Regions from separate parts of the Rattus norvegicus genome. Here region 2 is linked to region 1. The links are chromatin contacts, called in public Hi-C maps. All regions are on one chromosome and are shown on one strand. The core of a region is the stretch at or near the end of the contact, and the rest is flanking DNA. Distances in the headings are between cores, read along the strand shown.

The links. A called contact is a pair of places that touch in the nucleus more often than the background predicts.
Region 2: a contact with region 1 is called in a Hi-C map of liver, with 3 times the contacts expected there. The contact joins two enhancer-like sites. A contact is called at or near these places in 2 of 12 Hi-C or Micro-C datasets (hepatocytes and liver).

What each region holds. Positions count from the first base shown.
Region 1 is chr3:166,816,842-166,824,000 of GRCr8, reverse strand. The region is part of intron 1 of Ctnnbl1 (catenin, beta like 1); the gene reads right to left. Among named protein-coding and RNA genes, the nearest start is that of Ctnnbl1, 13 kb to the right of the region's middle. Within about 2 kb of position 4,235, at least 3 of the 93 cell types and tissues checked have an H3K27ac peak or open chromatin away from gene starts, as enhancers often do. A contact at or near this core is called in liver, where this site is marked.
Region 2 is chr3:166,947,631-166,954,789 of GRCr8, reverse strand. Ctnnbl1 (catenin, beta like 1) reads right to left here. Exons shown (of 16, transcript NM_001024870.1): 13 at 5,601-5,681. Among named protein-coding and RNA genes, the nearest start is that of Vstm2l, 40 kb to the left of the region's middle. Within about 2 kb of position 2,974, at least 25 of the 93 cell types and tissues checked have an H3K27ac peak or open chromatin away from gene starts, as enhancers often do. A contact at or near this core is called in liver, where this site is marked.

The sequences.
Region 1 (7,159 bases), core at 2,986-5,485:
TTCTCTGTAAGTCTCTGCTGTTTTCACTTTAAGTGCCTTCATTCACAGAGACTTCTTCTAGCTGCCTTCTCCTCCCTAGGTGTCTCTTGCAGAAGCTCTGGGGCCTTCCCTTCCTCCTCTGCAAGTAGAGACGAAATCCGGCACATGCACATCACAGAGCCTGGAGCCTGGCTCTGCAGTGTGCTTCAACATGGAAGTCACAGGCCTTTTTGTTTGTGGGTGGGTGACATCCACTGCTCCCCTTTGAGCTCATTGTCATCTGCAGCTGTTTAGAAGCATCGTCCCTGTGACCCTCTTTTTCCATAAACACAAAGGCAATCTGCCAACGGAGGGCAAGCTACCACTGCTGCAGAGGGGAGCCCTCAGGCCCAGCTGCACATCCCTCAGCCATGTCACCCTGCCAGGCTCAGTGTCTAGCTCCTGAGAAAAGTCACATTCACCGTGCTCAGCCATCACGGAGTTCACGTGGGCAAAACGGCCTCTGCTCCACACAAAGTGAAGCAAGAGTAAAAATCGCTTTTTTAATTAAAATAAGACTTCCTCAACCTTCTGCTGACAATCACAGCTACAACACAAAGCCCAGTATCAGCCACTAACCAGTCTCCACACTGCGGGGAGGACGGTCTGCAGCCGTCAGAGGAGGGAGGGGAAAATTACTAATTTAAACAAAATGTTTAATCTTCTAATTACGGGGCAGGCTCCAAGAGGATAGAAAGTGCTTTGCAGTCTTCATTATGGAATCCCCATGCGACCATGGCACAAGTCATGTCAGCCAGAGGCAGATGCCACCTCTCCTTCCCCTCTGAGCCTTCTGTGTCCTTGCCAGATCTGAGAGGAAGGAAAGAACCTAACAGAAGAAAGGTGCAGGTGAAGCATGAATTGCGGCTCTCCAGTCCCTTATGCTGGTGAGGCAGAGGTGCCCAGTCAGAGGCTGGCAAGGCCCCATCCCATGCTTCACTCAGCAGGCAAGATGGCCCAAGGCCATCTCAAGCTCGGGGCCTTGCACAACTGCCTGCCTCAGGTGCTGCTGGAGCAATTCTTGTCACTTCTCTCATCAGGACCCAGAAGCATGGAGAATCGGGGTGGTACCCGGCCATGGCACCTCTGGTCAGACAGACCTGTGCCTCTGCAGATAGCTTATCCCCGGCTGATTTGTGTTATCTCTGCCTATTCAGATCTCTGTGCTAACTCGGGGGTAGAGTCCCTGCCAAGCAACTCTGACAAGTCTAATGGCAGAATTCCCATGGGGGAATGCTGGAGGCAGCAGAGGCAGGCACTCACTCCCTTTCATTAGGGACAGGCCTTCTTTAAATGTGAAGACAAGAAGTAGCCGCATGTGGACAGTGCGTGCAGCCTCTTACACAGCTGGCAGGAACTGAAAAGCCGCTCCGCCCCCAGCCCTGCCACCCCAAGCCAGCTGCAAAAGATGCGCTGGGAGTCCTAGGAATGGCCGTGCCCCTAATTACCCACTGCCATGTGAGAGCAGGCTTGGAGGGGATGGCGGCAGGTCTGGGCAGATCAGCAGCGACATCTAATCAGCAGCTCCGGCCCTCTGCAGCTGTTCTGCAGGAGCACAGCGTTCACAGTTCCAAAGCCTCCCGCAAAGCGCAGGTGCTGCGGGTCAGCTGTGCGGTCCGAGGCCTGCCAGGGATGCTTTCTTCACTCTCTCAGGCCAGGGTACTCAATGAAGGGCACTCTGCCCACACTCGGTGCCAACGCTGGCACTAGCAGAGAGCTGCCTCTTGATTAGTCCACAACACAGATGAAATGTGCCGGGAACAACAGAGGCGGGAAAGCAATTATCCAAGGGAGAGCATGGCGTCAGCTGTGGCCGTACAGCACAAAGGTGGACTCTGCACCCTTTCAGCAGCCATGCCGGCCAGATTGTCCCTCCACAGCCTCTTGTCTGAGCCAGACTGTGTCACTCCACAGCTTAAGAGCCCTAATGACTTCCACTACACCGAAGAGAAAGGGCAGAGCTGGGTCCTCCCTCCTCTGGGCTGACCTTGGGGCCTGTGCTGGTTGTTCCCAGCCTGCACTGCTGCTCACACAGTCCTTCATATGGCTGGCTTTCCCATTACTTCGTTCTCAACTCAAATACCATCCCTTCAAGAGGCCCTCTAGAACTTTCTCAGGTAAATACCAGTCACTGCTACAGTTATATTTGCCATGTTTTCTCTTTGCAACACATCTGAATCATCTTCTTATTCACTTGTTCTGCTTGCATATTCTTATTTACTTGTTCTTCAGGCTTACTGTCTGTCTCCACTCCCTGGATATAAGCCCCATACAGACAGGGGCTTTGACCAAAGTCTAGTGTAATACTTTACATGTAGTTGGCATTTAATGAGTGTGTAGAACAATTAAGGAACAAAAGGTTCAATATGGACCACTAATCCACATAAAATTTACTAACCCCTGAAAATCTGGGTTGGCTCACAGCCTGACTCTGAGCATATGCCAGGTGCCCTGGAAACAAGAGTAAACAATGTCCCCTCTCTTTGCCAAGCCCTAGTATATGACTAGGAAACAATAACAAAGGGAAACAGAGTCAAGATGGAGAACTTGCAGACTGCCCTAGAACTGGAAGACCAGAGGGCTTCCTGAGTGGGGTTTACCCAAACCATCCTCTTACAGAAGGTTCAGGTAGGCTGGACATAATGACCACCAATGGGCTGTGGCCAAAACCCAGATCTTAAAGGTCCAGGGAGAAGACACATCACCTGAGGTGGTCCAGGTCCATTCTTATGTTCTTGATGCTGGGAGCCAGACAGCACGCATGCAGACCAATTTACAAAAAGACACCATGATGTGCACAGGAGTGCAAAGAGCCGTGGAAGGAGAGCCTGCCAGAGAGCGGCGAGGACAAGAAAGGCACCAACGGGCCAGGAATAGGCGTCCTGAGTCTCTGACGTCTGCTGGGATCCAGGTTTCATGGGATTCTGGGTGTGTGAAACTGGATGTGAACACTAGCTAAGAGGCAACCGGGGCTGGAGCAATGGCTCAGATGTCAAGGGCACTGGGTGCTCCAGTGAGAACCTAAGTTCAGTCACCAGGGTCTCATGGCAACTCCAGACTGTCCATAACTTCAGTTCTAAGGAATCTGATGCCCTCCTCTGACCTCCAGCGACACCAGGCACGCATGTGGTACACAGACATAAACATACACACATAAAAAATAAAGAAAAGATAACCACAACAGCTGCAGTTCTAAAACAGGACATATGTCCAGAGGAAGTCCTGTTAATGAGACATTCTCTAGTGCTCAAGATGTCAGTGGCAGGCCAAAGAAGAATGCACTAAAGAAACAGAGACCAGTCGTAAATGACTTCTGTAATCTTACAGACCTCAGTGTCTTGTAGAGGAGTTCCACCAAGAATAAATTGTATCCAACAACCCGTCTTCTGTGACACCATTAAAAGAAGGAAGCAAAGGGTCTCAGCAAAAGGTTACACAGTCGTCAGTCCTGTAGCAGTTGCAGCAGACCAAGAAGAGTGCGCAGCTGGGGGAGGTGGGCCCGGCAGCCGGGGAGGGTGGGTCTGGCAGTGGTCAAAGCTCTGCACAGTTAACATGTGCTCTCATGACGGCCCTGATGGAAAAGGTGAGGATGCGTGTGCTGTGTACGTTTGGGAAGATCTGCTTCCAAATGATGTAAGAGAACAAGGGGCCTGATCGTGGACGAATTCTGCTCTGAACTCCATCAGCCAGCAGCTGGGTCCTTAGGCAAGGTTCTTTCCTGCCTGGGCTCCAGCCTCCCCGTGGGTAAGAGAAGGCGGGTGGGTGCAATGAGAACCTCTGGGTTCCTCCTCACTCAGCACTCCCACCTCAACAGGCCTCTGAAACCTAGAAAATCTGTTAGTGAAGGCCGGCAGTGCACTCTCCACAGACAGCAGGCAAGCGGGAGTAGGCACAGTTCAATGCAACCTGCCCCAGCTTCTAAACCTCATTATGGGCTTCCTTCGCAGCCACCCCCAACTGATCAATAGTAACGTCGTTTCTCGCCCTCTTTTATCGCTGAGCTTCGATGTTCTGCTGGATCTTTGGTAGGTCTGTCTTCCCCCTGACCAACAGCTGCACCCCCGTTTCAGCTAACTAAGCTATTACGTGACATCAAAATGCCCAATAGTTTCTCTCATCATTAATCATTAATCTGCAATTCCACTGAAGCACCATGGGCGGAGAAACCAGTGAAAGTCGGCCCAGTAAACCCAGAGCTGCAAAGAAAACAGCCTTCCAACAGTCCATCGTAGAGCGCTGATATGGAGGGACCATGAGTTAAAGTCCAGCGGAATCCCAGCTGGGAAGACCTCTGAGCACCTCTCGATTCTGGGCATTAACACAATAAGCATGTGAATGACAGCAAGCAACTGCTTCCATAATCAATCATACCAGCTTTTGGAACGCAGGTATTTTGCTCAGTTTCAGCTCCTTCTTGGGTCAGTTAATACAAGGACTGTGGTGGATGATGTCTTTACACAAGGCTAAAAACATTTTGCTGGGCATGGTAATTACCATGGTAAACCTGTAATTCTAGGACATGGGAGGCTGAAGCAGGAGGATTATGAATTCCTAGACAACTTGAGCTACACAGCTAGACTCTGCTTAAAAAACCAAAACCAAAACCAAGGGGTTCGGGTGACTGGATTAGTCAGTAAAGTACTTGTCACAACATAATGACCCCAGTTCCCCAAACAGCAGCCTCTGCCTATAATCACAACGCTGGGGAGGTGGACACAAGCAGATCCCTGGAGCTCACTGGCCAGTCTATCTGGCCAAATTGGCAAGCTTCAGGCTGAGATCTTGCCTCAAAAAAGGTGGTGGAGAGTGAATGAAGAAGATACCAACATTTTCTCCTGTAGTGTGTGTGTACGCGATCACTCGTTTGCTCACTCACATACATTCACACCCACATCCTCACACACACTCACACACTCACATTCATGCTCACACACACTCACACCTCACATGTTAACACACTCTCTCTCTCTCTCTCTCTCTCACACACACACACACACACACACACACACACACACACACACACACACACACACTTGCACCCTGCCATACACACACCATTGCTAACCCCCAGGACAAGGACAACCCATTGTGTGCCCACCTGCCAGCCTGTAATGGAGCTGGGACCCTAAGGTCACTCTGGAACTCTATGGAAGAGAAACTGGCTCTGAACAATTCAGGTGAAAGGCCAATGGCTGATTCAGGAGAAGGTGAAAGGCGGCTCTGAACTCAGGCTCCGTCTCCGAATTCCAGTTTCTCTCCAGCTACACACGACTCAGATCAAAACCACCCACTTCCCTCAGGATGGCTAGGAAAAGATAAAGGAAGGGGTGATTTGTAAATGAGATCTCTGGTACCTGCTAGGCAGAAACTGTGGTTTCCCAGCGCCGTGGAGGAGACCCGGGGAACAAATAGCAGCCTTGGAGGCATAATTTTTGCTATCGGTGACGGCTCACTGTGGTGGGGTAGGGCTGTACTCTGGCCTACTGAGAATACGCTACACCGTGCAAGTGTGGGTGACAAACTGTTCTCATTTTACCTTATTGAATTCTAAGCTTAAATCTCCAAGGAGCCAAAGATCTTGGTAGCACTGAGGCAGCTTTGCAGAATTTAAGACAGGCTTACTTCCCTGTAACATGTTTGTTTGGCATATCAATAATAAACAGCTACCATTTACTGGGAACTAGACCAGCCACACTGCCTCATTTAGTCCTGTAATTTTTTTTTTTAATATAGATGATACACAGACATGGAGACATATGCCTTTAATCCCAGCACTGAAAAAGCAGAAGCAGAGGAACTGTGAGTTCCAGGCCAGCCTGGTCTACATAGACTTCCAAGCCAGTCAGGGCTGCATAGTGAGACCTTGGGGTTGCTTGTTTGTTTCTAAAAGATGGTAATGGTAACAAGAATATTTCTAGAGATGGTGAGCTAAAGATAGCCCTGTTAGATGATCTCCATTTGAAAGATAAAAGCCAAGGCTTAAAGAGGTTAATTAACTGGACCAAGGTCACACAGCTAGCTCTCAGCAGGACTGGGGTTCAAACGCAGGCCATCTGACCCACAGTCTGCATTCGTCTGCCATGCTAAACATTAAAGATCCTTCACAGGCTTCCAATTCTTTCCTCCCACAGTACTGACAAGCTATTCTGAACCTCTGCATTCTCTAATGCAGTCATCTTTATACAGAAAAACTTCTCTATCGTGTTCAGCTTTATACATTCAATCCTCCAACTGAAAACAGTGACACCCACTGAGGGCACAGAAAGATACTGTTCCCCAATTTAACCCCCTAAAGTAAGGAGGTTAATCTGAACTACCCCAACCAGGCTTTCTGAAAGGGGAAAGAGGGTGACTGCTGGGTCTACCTCTATGCCTAGAGAAGAGCAATGTCTGTGAGCGTACAAAGAAAATGGACCCTCACCTACCATGACAACAGCTCCATGTGATCAAGAGCAACCCTGTGTGGCAGTCTTGCAGGGCTACAGCCAGGAGCTGGTGGTCAAAATAGCAAGGATAAAAAGAAGGCTCTTCAGGACAGTCTTCTTCCTCTGGGAAGCCTCTGTGGAACTGTCTGCCTCAGGATCCCACCACGCCTTGCTGGTGCCTGTGTGACAGCACTGTGTGGCACTGGGATCTCAAACCCTTGGAGCTCTCACTGGAAATGCAAGCTTCTCAAGCTTGAACTGGGCCTCTTCCTACCCAGACTGAGTCAGACACTCACACAGGCAGATGCCTTCCCGGCTCCTGAAAGGAGTTGGCTCACAAGCTCGCATGGTCTAGGGGGAAAGAATCTTTCATCTCCCAGTTCTTTCATCTTTGAGAAAGAGCCCCAAGGCTTCTTTCAAGTCAGCTGAGCAGCTGACAGCCCTGACTAAAATGGGAAGTTGGGCACAGGAGGGAGGGCAGAGGAGGAAGCAGAGAATTGTGTGATAGCCGAACATCTGGCCAGAAGCTCAGTTGACACAAGAAATGTCAATCAGGGCTCCTGGTAGGTACGTGAAGGAGCTGAGGGGAGACTGGATGAGTTCCTCTGAAAGGATAAGACTGGGGCTACAGCCACACTCTAGTAAAAGGTAAGACCAGTGAGGCTCAAGAAGTCGCTGGCAGAAAAGAACACAGGCACTCTTCAACAATGTGGGCT
Region 2 (7,159 bases), core at 1,725-4,224, 130 kb before region 1:
GCCATATGCAGCAGAGGAGGGTGCAGAAGAGGTGGTGCAGACATAATGGACAAGCATTCTGCAGGTGTTTTAGCCTCCGATCTGAGATTCTTTTGCCTTTGTCTCCCAAATCCTGAGATTATAGATGTGCACCATCATGCCTGGCTCTTGCAGATCTGAGAAAGCATGAGTCTAGGGGAGGAACGTGTAGCTTCTTCATGTAGTGATGGGTGTGGAATGTGGCAGGGTCTGGTTCACCTCTAAGCTGATGGTATCACAACAACACTGGTTTGACTGTGTGTGTGTGTGTGTGTGTGTGTGTGTGTGTGTGTGTGTGTGTGTGTGTTGGGGGTGGTCTCTGGGTAAGGGTGAGGAAGATCCACAGAGCACACTCCTCGAGTTAAGGAGACTAGTAGGTAGCTGCTGTGTGAAAGTTAAGGAAGTGACTATGGTCACCTGCGATGCAGCCTGTGGCAGTGAGAAGGAGATGGGAGCCACTGCAGGTCAAGCTTGTCTGGTGGATGTGTGACATTAAGCGGCAGATGGCTTCCAGGGTCTGATTGGTTACACTGGTGAATGGCCCTAGGGTGTTTCCACTCTAGGAACCCCATGGCTTGGGTTTGCACTGAATGAATCAGAAAGCCTAAAAGAGACGTCCAGGTACATGCTACGGACGGGAGGCCCTGGCACAGCCCTGACCCTCACAAAGCCTACAGCAGGCCTGGGAGGTGGCATGGAGGTGAGACATTAGCCTCACTAAGTGAGCACTCAGGTTCAGAAAGGCAAAAACCAGTGCTCAGGGCCACGCTGTGGGGCGAGCACGAGGAGTGGAGCCAGATCTCAGACCCACTGACTTCTCTTCCAGTTACTGATTGGAACTGACTGTCAGAGAAGCAGGAGCCAAAGGGGCCGTGGCTGAAACGGTGGGTGTCCAAAGAGAGAAGTTGGAGACAGGAAAAAGGCACCATGAAGCTCTCCCCTCTCCCACTACCTTCTACCGGCAAGCTCACTGGCTGAGTCTGTGAGGCACTGGTTTAAAGATGAGCTGAGAGGAACTCTCAGCAGGATGAGCTCTCTTTTTTAAAGCAAGCTTTGGAAGCTTCCAGCACAGTTAGTAGAACAGTGGAAGCCAGATCTCCACCCGGCGCTCAGGGTCACGCACCCCACATGTTCACCCCACCTTTCACACCCCTCTTCCACCCAGTCACCCATATCTTCAAGTGAGTTCTGGAGGCTGAAGAAACAGCCGGTCTGCTTAAGATATCAAGTCCTGTGGATACTGTTTCATTACAGAGTCCATCTTTTTCTTTGCAGGATAAAGCTGGGAATGATTTAACTGTGGCAAAATTAGCATGCAATTTGTAAGTCATTACGGTGCGAAGTATGTGGTGAGAACACTTTATTGAATAAACCTGCTGAGTATAATTTTCCCAGGAACTAAGAAAGAAAAGCCTCTCTCTAAGGCTCTCCTCCCTCTTTCAGAAATCCCTGCCAGCACCTATCTAATTACGTCTTGCTTCTGAAGGCAGCTTCTGTACGCTGAACCCACAGGGATCCTGGTCTTTTCTGGGCTTCAGCCTGTTTGGGGAGCCCAGTGAAATCTGCTGAGACAAGCACCCTGGGTATTTACTGATCACGAGGGCTGCTGCTTGCTGAAGAGTTGGAAGCATTACACGGCCTTTAAAAGTTCAAATCTTGTTAACCAGGAGCCCCTGGGGTATGTCCAACTTCACTCTGGAGCTCAAGGACACTGCGTACAGCGGGAACACACTGGGCACCAACCAGCCCAAGGCATGGACGGCGCTCTGTGCCAGTTACACATCATTGTGGTGATATACTATGAACGGAAAATGCATAAAATAATCTAGTGCTGGAGGAGTCCCATACATGCTCCTAAGCACACGTGTGTTTCCTCAGCGCAGACGGCTGCAGGACTGGAGATGCTGCTCCACAGGAGAGTGCTGCCCGGCATGTGCAAGGCCCTGGCTTCCATTCCTAACACTGCCTGCAGCAAAACAAACCAAGACCCACACCAACTGAACACTATGGTGCTGTTGCAGCTACATTAGAATCCACTTGTACGTACTTATGTGTTTTCACCGAGAGGGGTTGTGGGGGGTTTTGCTGTTTTGTAAACTAAGCATTACAGGCAACAATGAAAGTTATGGAACAATGTGGGGGTATTTTTATCCTTAACACCCAGGGGGCAGACAATGAACTCTCTCAAGGAGCAGTGGTCCTTTCCTCAGGCTCAGGGTGAAGATCTAGAGACCATGCTGGGGCAGTGTGGCCATGGACACCTTCAGTCCCAGCACTGGGGAGACTGAGGCAGGTGGATCTTTGAGTTCAAGGCCAGTCTGGTCTACAGAGTGAGTTCCCGGACAACCAGGGCCACACACACACACACACACACACACACACACACACACACACCCACTTCAGACAAACAAAGCACAACCAACCAACAACAAAAAAGACAGGCACAGAGGAAGCAAACAAGTACACTGTCTACCAGCTATGACGGGACAGGCTTTATGCCAGGGACTGCATATTTCTGTGAGGAGGACACAGATTTCTCTGAGATCTGACCTCACAGGAGGCAGGAGGACAGGGCTGGAGGTGTAGGGAAGCAGAGAATAAACTCTGGGCATCAACAGGGACCTCCCAGAGGAAAGGACACAAAGGCTCTCTCTCTGCCTGTCTCCTGGGTGCTAGGTGTGGCATTCCTTCTGCTATACCGCTACTACCCAGTTTGTGTTAGTTAAACACAAACGGCTACCATGGGGAAAAAACAGAGGTCAGGGCAGTGAGGCTATGTATCCTGAGCAGAGAGCCGGGAAAGGCCTGGCTTACCTCTTCCTCTCCCAGGGTTGGGAGGAGACTGAGAAACCCCATCCCCACTTGGTGTGCATGGGGAAGGATCAGAGTTGCTAGGGTGGCTTGAGCTCCCTCTGGATCCCTGGCCCTCCCCAGCAGCACACACCATACTTGGGTTTCTAATTGGCACCATCTTTGGCCAGTGCCTGGTCCAGCACTTGGCCCAGAACAGGAGTCTGATCAGCATTTGCCAAATGACTGGATTCTCTCCATTGAATCTTGGTCAAGTGCAAAGCACATAGAAATGCACAGCTCTCAGAGAAATGGAGGTTTTCAGGGAAAGGTTAGGTTTAGAGACACTGGAAAGCCAACATCTGACTCTGTTATTTAGAGTGGGTATCCTTGCTGGCTTAGTGAAATATTAGACAGTCATTTCTTACTAATCTGAGGGTCACTGTCATCCAGTGTGTTTACATCAGCAATGTTTGCAGAGTTCCCACTTGGTGGTAGAACGTCTGTACTGGGAGGAGGGAGACCAGCTGTTTATGACTTAAGAGAGAGGACAACAGGAGGAAGGGGTGAAAGGGAGGTTCTGTTGCTCTGTGACACAACACCCGTGAGGTGGCTTCATCTGCCAAGACAGCCCAAGTGCTGGCAGCAAATGCCTCTCACCAATGTGCCCCTCCTGCCTTGGCTCTTGGAGTAGCACAAGGCTGCTGAGCACTAATGGCCTTGGAATGTTTGCCAGAGCCCAGCAAATCGGCCTTGGCACCGAGGAGACAGCTGTTTGTCAGTGAATGGCAGGGCCGGAATCGGTGGCACAAGTAGCCTGCTAGAGGCTGGGGGTGGGGCTGCAGCCGTCACTCTCCCTCAGCACTAACCAATTCCACGCCCTCTTCACTGCAGATACCGGATCATCTTCAGGGACGCACACCAAGGACCCTAACAGCAACATGTAAATTGTTCCCAACACTCAAGTGGTCTTCCTTGGAGTGTGTAACCCAGTTCTAACAAAGCACCTGGCTGCGCCCTTACGTGAAACATTAAGTTAAAGGGACCTAGCAGTCACACGAGGAACAGTGACAAGCCATGACTACTACTAACTTTAAGATGGTGTATCTGCCTCCCAGGCTTTCTTCTGCTACTTGAGATCTGCTCCAACAGGATCTATGAGGGGCCGTGGCAGGGCTGGAATTCTGGTAGTGTCATGGCTGCTCCTACACTGATCTAGAGAATCTTCATTTGTGTCTAGTTGTCATTTATGTGGCACTCTATCAGTCCCCTGGGCTCCTCAGGTTCCAGACGGAATGAAGGAGCGGGTGAGGAGTGTGCCTAGGTGCCTAAGCGCAGCTGTATCTGCAGCTGTACCTCTGTGAAGAAGAGAGTCCCTATCAATCAATTCAATCAATCAGCAAACACCCGAGCACTGACCAGGCTTAGAGATCACAGGCAAGTCCCAACAGTTACGATCTACTGCTCTGCCAAGGTGGACCTGTGCGTGTGGGAGAGTGGAAGTGGCAAAGAAACAAGTCTCAGGCGCCTATGCTCACCCCAGAGGAGCAGAGTTTTGCGGACTGCTGGGGTAAGCGCCCAATACTCCTGCTAGAGAGGCTCCAAAGCTTCCAGGGTCTCTTCGAGGTGAGAATTGAGAGATCCAGAAAAATCAAGATCACAAGGAAACTTGGGGCTGCCGCAGACTGCAAAAAGCAGGAATGGGCTCACACTGTATTAGAGCTACACACTGGAGAGTGTCCGTAGGTCAGAACACAGTCCGTAGGTCAGAACACAGACTGGACAATGGGCAAATGTGAAAACTTGCTCTAATTAAGATGTGTGCTGAGTAGGGCCTAGGCCTGGAGACTGATACAGAGGCAGGGAGATGCAGGGGAGGGAAGCAGCTAACAGAAGGGTAGGTATGGCCCCTCAAGAAGGAAACCCAGCCAGGCTCATGGGTTTCCTAGGTCGCCAGCAAGCTGCAGCACCAGAAGACAGTACAAGGTAGGCCAACCTAGGGCTTGGCCTGGCCACAGAGATGGAGTCTTTATTCCATGCGTCTTCTGCATATGGGCAGCTGGATCTACTGACTTCCCAGCTTCCTCCTGCTCTTACGCTGGGATCCCATTCCTTAGAATCACATTCCCCCACTTCCTTAGGACAATGACAGCTAGCAACTGACCAATACAACTTGGTCACCACGGTACCAAATCCTGGCACTGTCCTTAGGCACGTTTCAGAGTTATGCTCGTATCAGATCTTGTCCCAGACTCCTAGGATGACCTTGGCTAGTCCTACATCCATCTTTCTAAAAACTCACCACTTGTTGAAGGGTAGTTACACTGTGACTGTTAATCTTCACAGTTAACTGGATTTAGAGACTTGGGTATGAGTGTGAGGCTGTTCTCAGAAGGCAGATCCACCCAGCATCGTCCCATGAATAAAGAGAAGAAAGGAAGAGAGGCACCACCCAGCATTCGCCTCCTTCCACTTTGTGACTGCAGGTGCAATGTGACTGCAGGCTGCCTCAATCTTTTGCTGCAATGCCTACGGACAGACAGACTGTACAGCCTCAAACTGTGAGCTGGCACGAACTCCTCCCCCCTTAACTTGTCAGGCATTTAGTTAAGACAGTAACAGTAACTCACACATATGCACACCACACCAGCCTTTGGCTCTGCTCTTATGACATTAGGTGGCCTGTGGCTGCAGGTGCCTTTGCCCTACCTGTCCTATGTAGAGAGAAGGCACCCAAAGGACCACATGGAGTGTGTGTCAGGAGTTGTCAAGAAGTGGACAGGGGTACGTACATGTTTCTCCCCTTCAATCTTCTTGTCAGCCACCTGCATTGCACCTAGATATTTAAAATGCAGCTCCATTAGTCTGTCGACCTGAAAGAGAGACACAGGCAGGGGTGAGGGGGGGAAGAGCACACTTCCTGCTTCAGAGTCACTGCTTGCAAAGGACGGCCCACACCACTACCTCTAACATGGGGATGGACCTCAGGGACATGCTCAGAGCAGAGAGAGGGGCAGCTGAGAACACAGCACTCTCCCAGCATGCATCGGCTTAAACGTGTGCACCGGCACAAAGAAAGCGGGCTGGCCCCTCTGGGGCCTCTCTTGCCTGCCCTCTGGGACGCCTGAGAATTCTGGTTGTTACTAGCAACTAAATAAGTAAACATTTGAGTCCCTTCTTGCAAAGAGAAGGTGCTTGAAGTTACATACTTGATATTCACTTAGAACTTAGATTTCTTTTTTTCCAACTGAAACCTTTCATGTTCAGATTCTGCCCCAGAGCTGATCTTTTTTTCAATAATAATAAAAAAAAAATGCCCGAGTAAAATCTTTTTAGTTGCTTTTGAGTTGGAAGAGAGTGCCAGAAAAACTCCTTCAGCAACTCGAGAAAAGACTTTGACGTCTGTTCAGAAATAACTTGAGTCAGTTTTCAGCTTAGCAGAGCCATCTTGGAACAGAGCCTGGGGACACTGAGTGGGTTTGGAAAGGTTCATTTTCCCCAAGACCTTCAAAGGACAGAAAGTGCCGCCGTGACGCCGGCCAGACTTCTGACCTATCCGCCAGGCTGGCACCACTGCGGCCTCTGGCAGGCAGTATTTTTCTGCACAAGAGCTGATATCATGTTGCTCTAACAACATAGCCACTGACAGCCCAGGCAGATCACTCTCCAGCCCCAGCCCTTGGCAGCAAAGGGTGACTCGGTGACTTTATACATTTCCCTCCACATGTTTCTATGTCTATGATTTCCTTAAACCATGAGAAACTGTCTCAGGTAACAGGGGAGTGATCTCACTCTTCCTACAGTGTGTGGAATCTGAACACAGTCACGACTGCTGAGATGCTCCATGCTGTGGTTCATTGCTACTGGGCAGCACAGAGAGCTGAAGGTGGGCTCAAAGAGGCAGAACAAAACAAGACCTTCTGAAGACTGTGCCCCAGCCCTACTGTGGCTACAAGCAGGAATGCAGCTATCGTGTGATAAGCCTTCCTTCTACTCCCACGGAACTGCCTACCACATAGGGTTCAAGTCCCAGCTCTGGTAGTATTGGTGGCATGTTCTGGAAACTCATCTAGTCACCCCATCCTGACTCCCCAACCACTGAGTCTTCTAGAGGAACACGCGTGCCTCCAGGTTTCAGCTGGGGGAAGTGAGGCTCAGAGCGGCACACACTTTCCTGCATGTGGCGGTCTAAGGCAGATGGCAGGTGTCTTCCTTGGTTGTTCTCTGCTTTGCTTATTGAAGCAAAGCTTCTTGTGGACCCTGGCTAGTCTGGTTACCAGTGAGCCAGCTTGCCCTGGATCTCTTGTCTTGGCTTCTGAGTGCTGGGTTACAGGTGGCAGCCACACCGGTC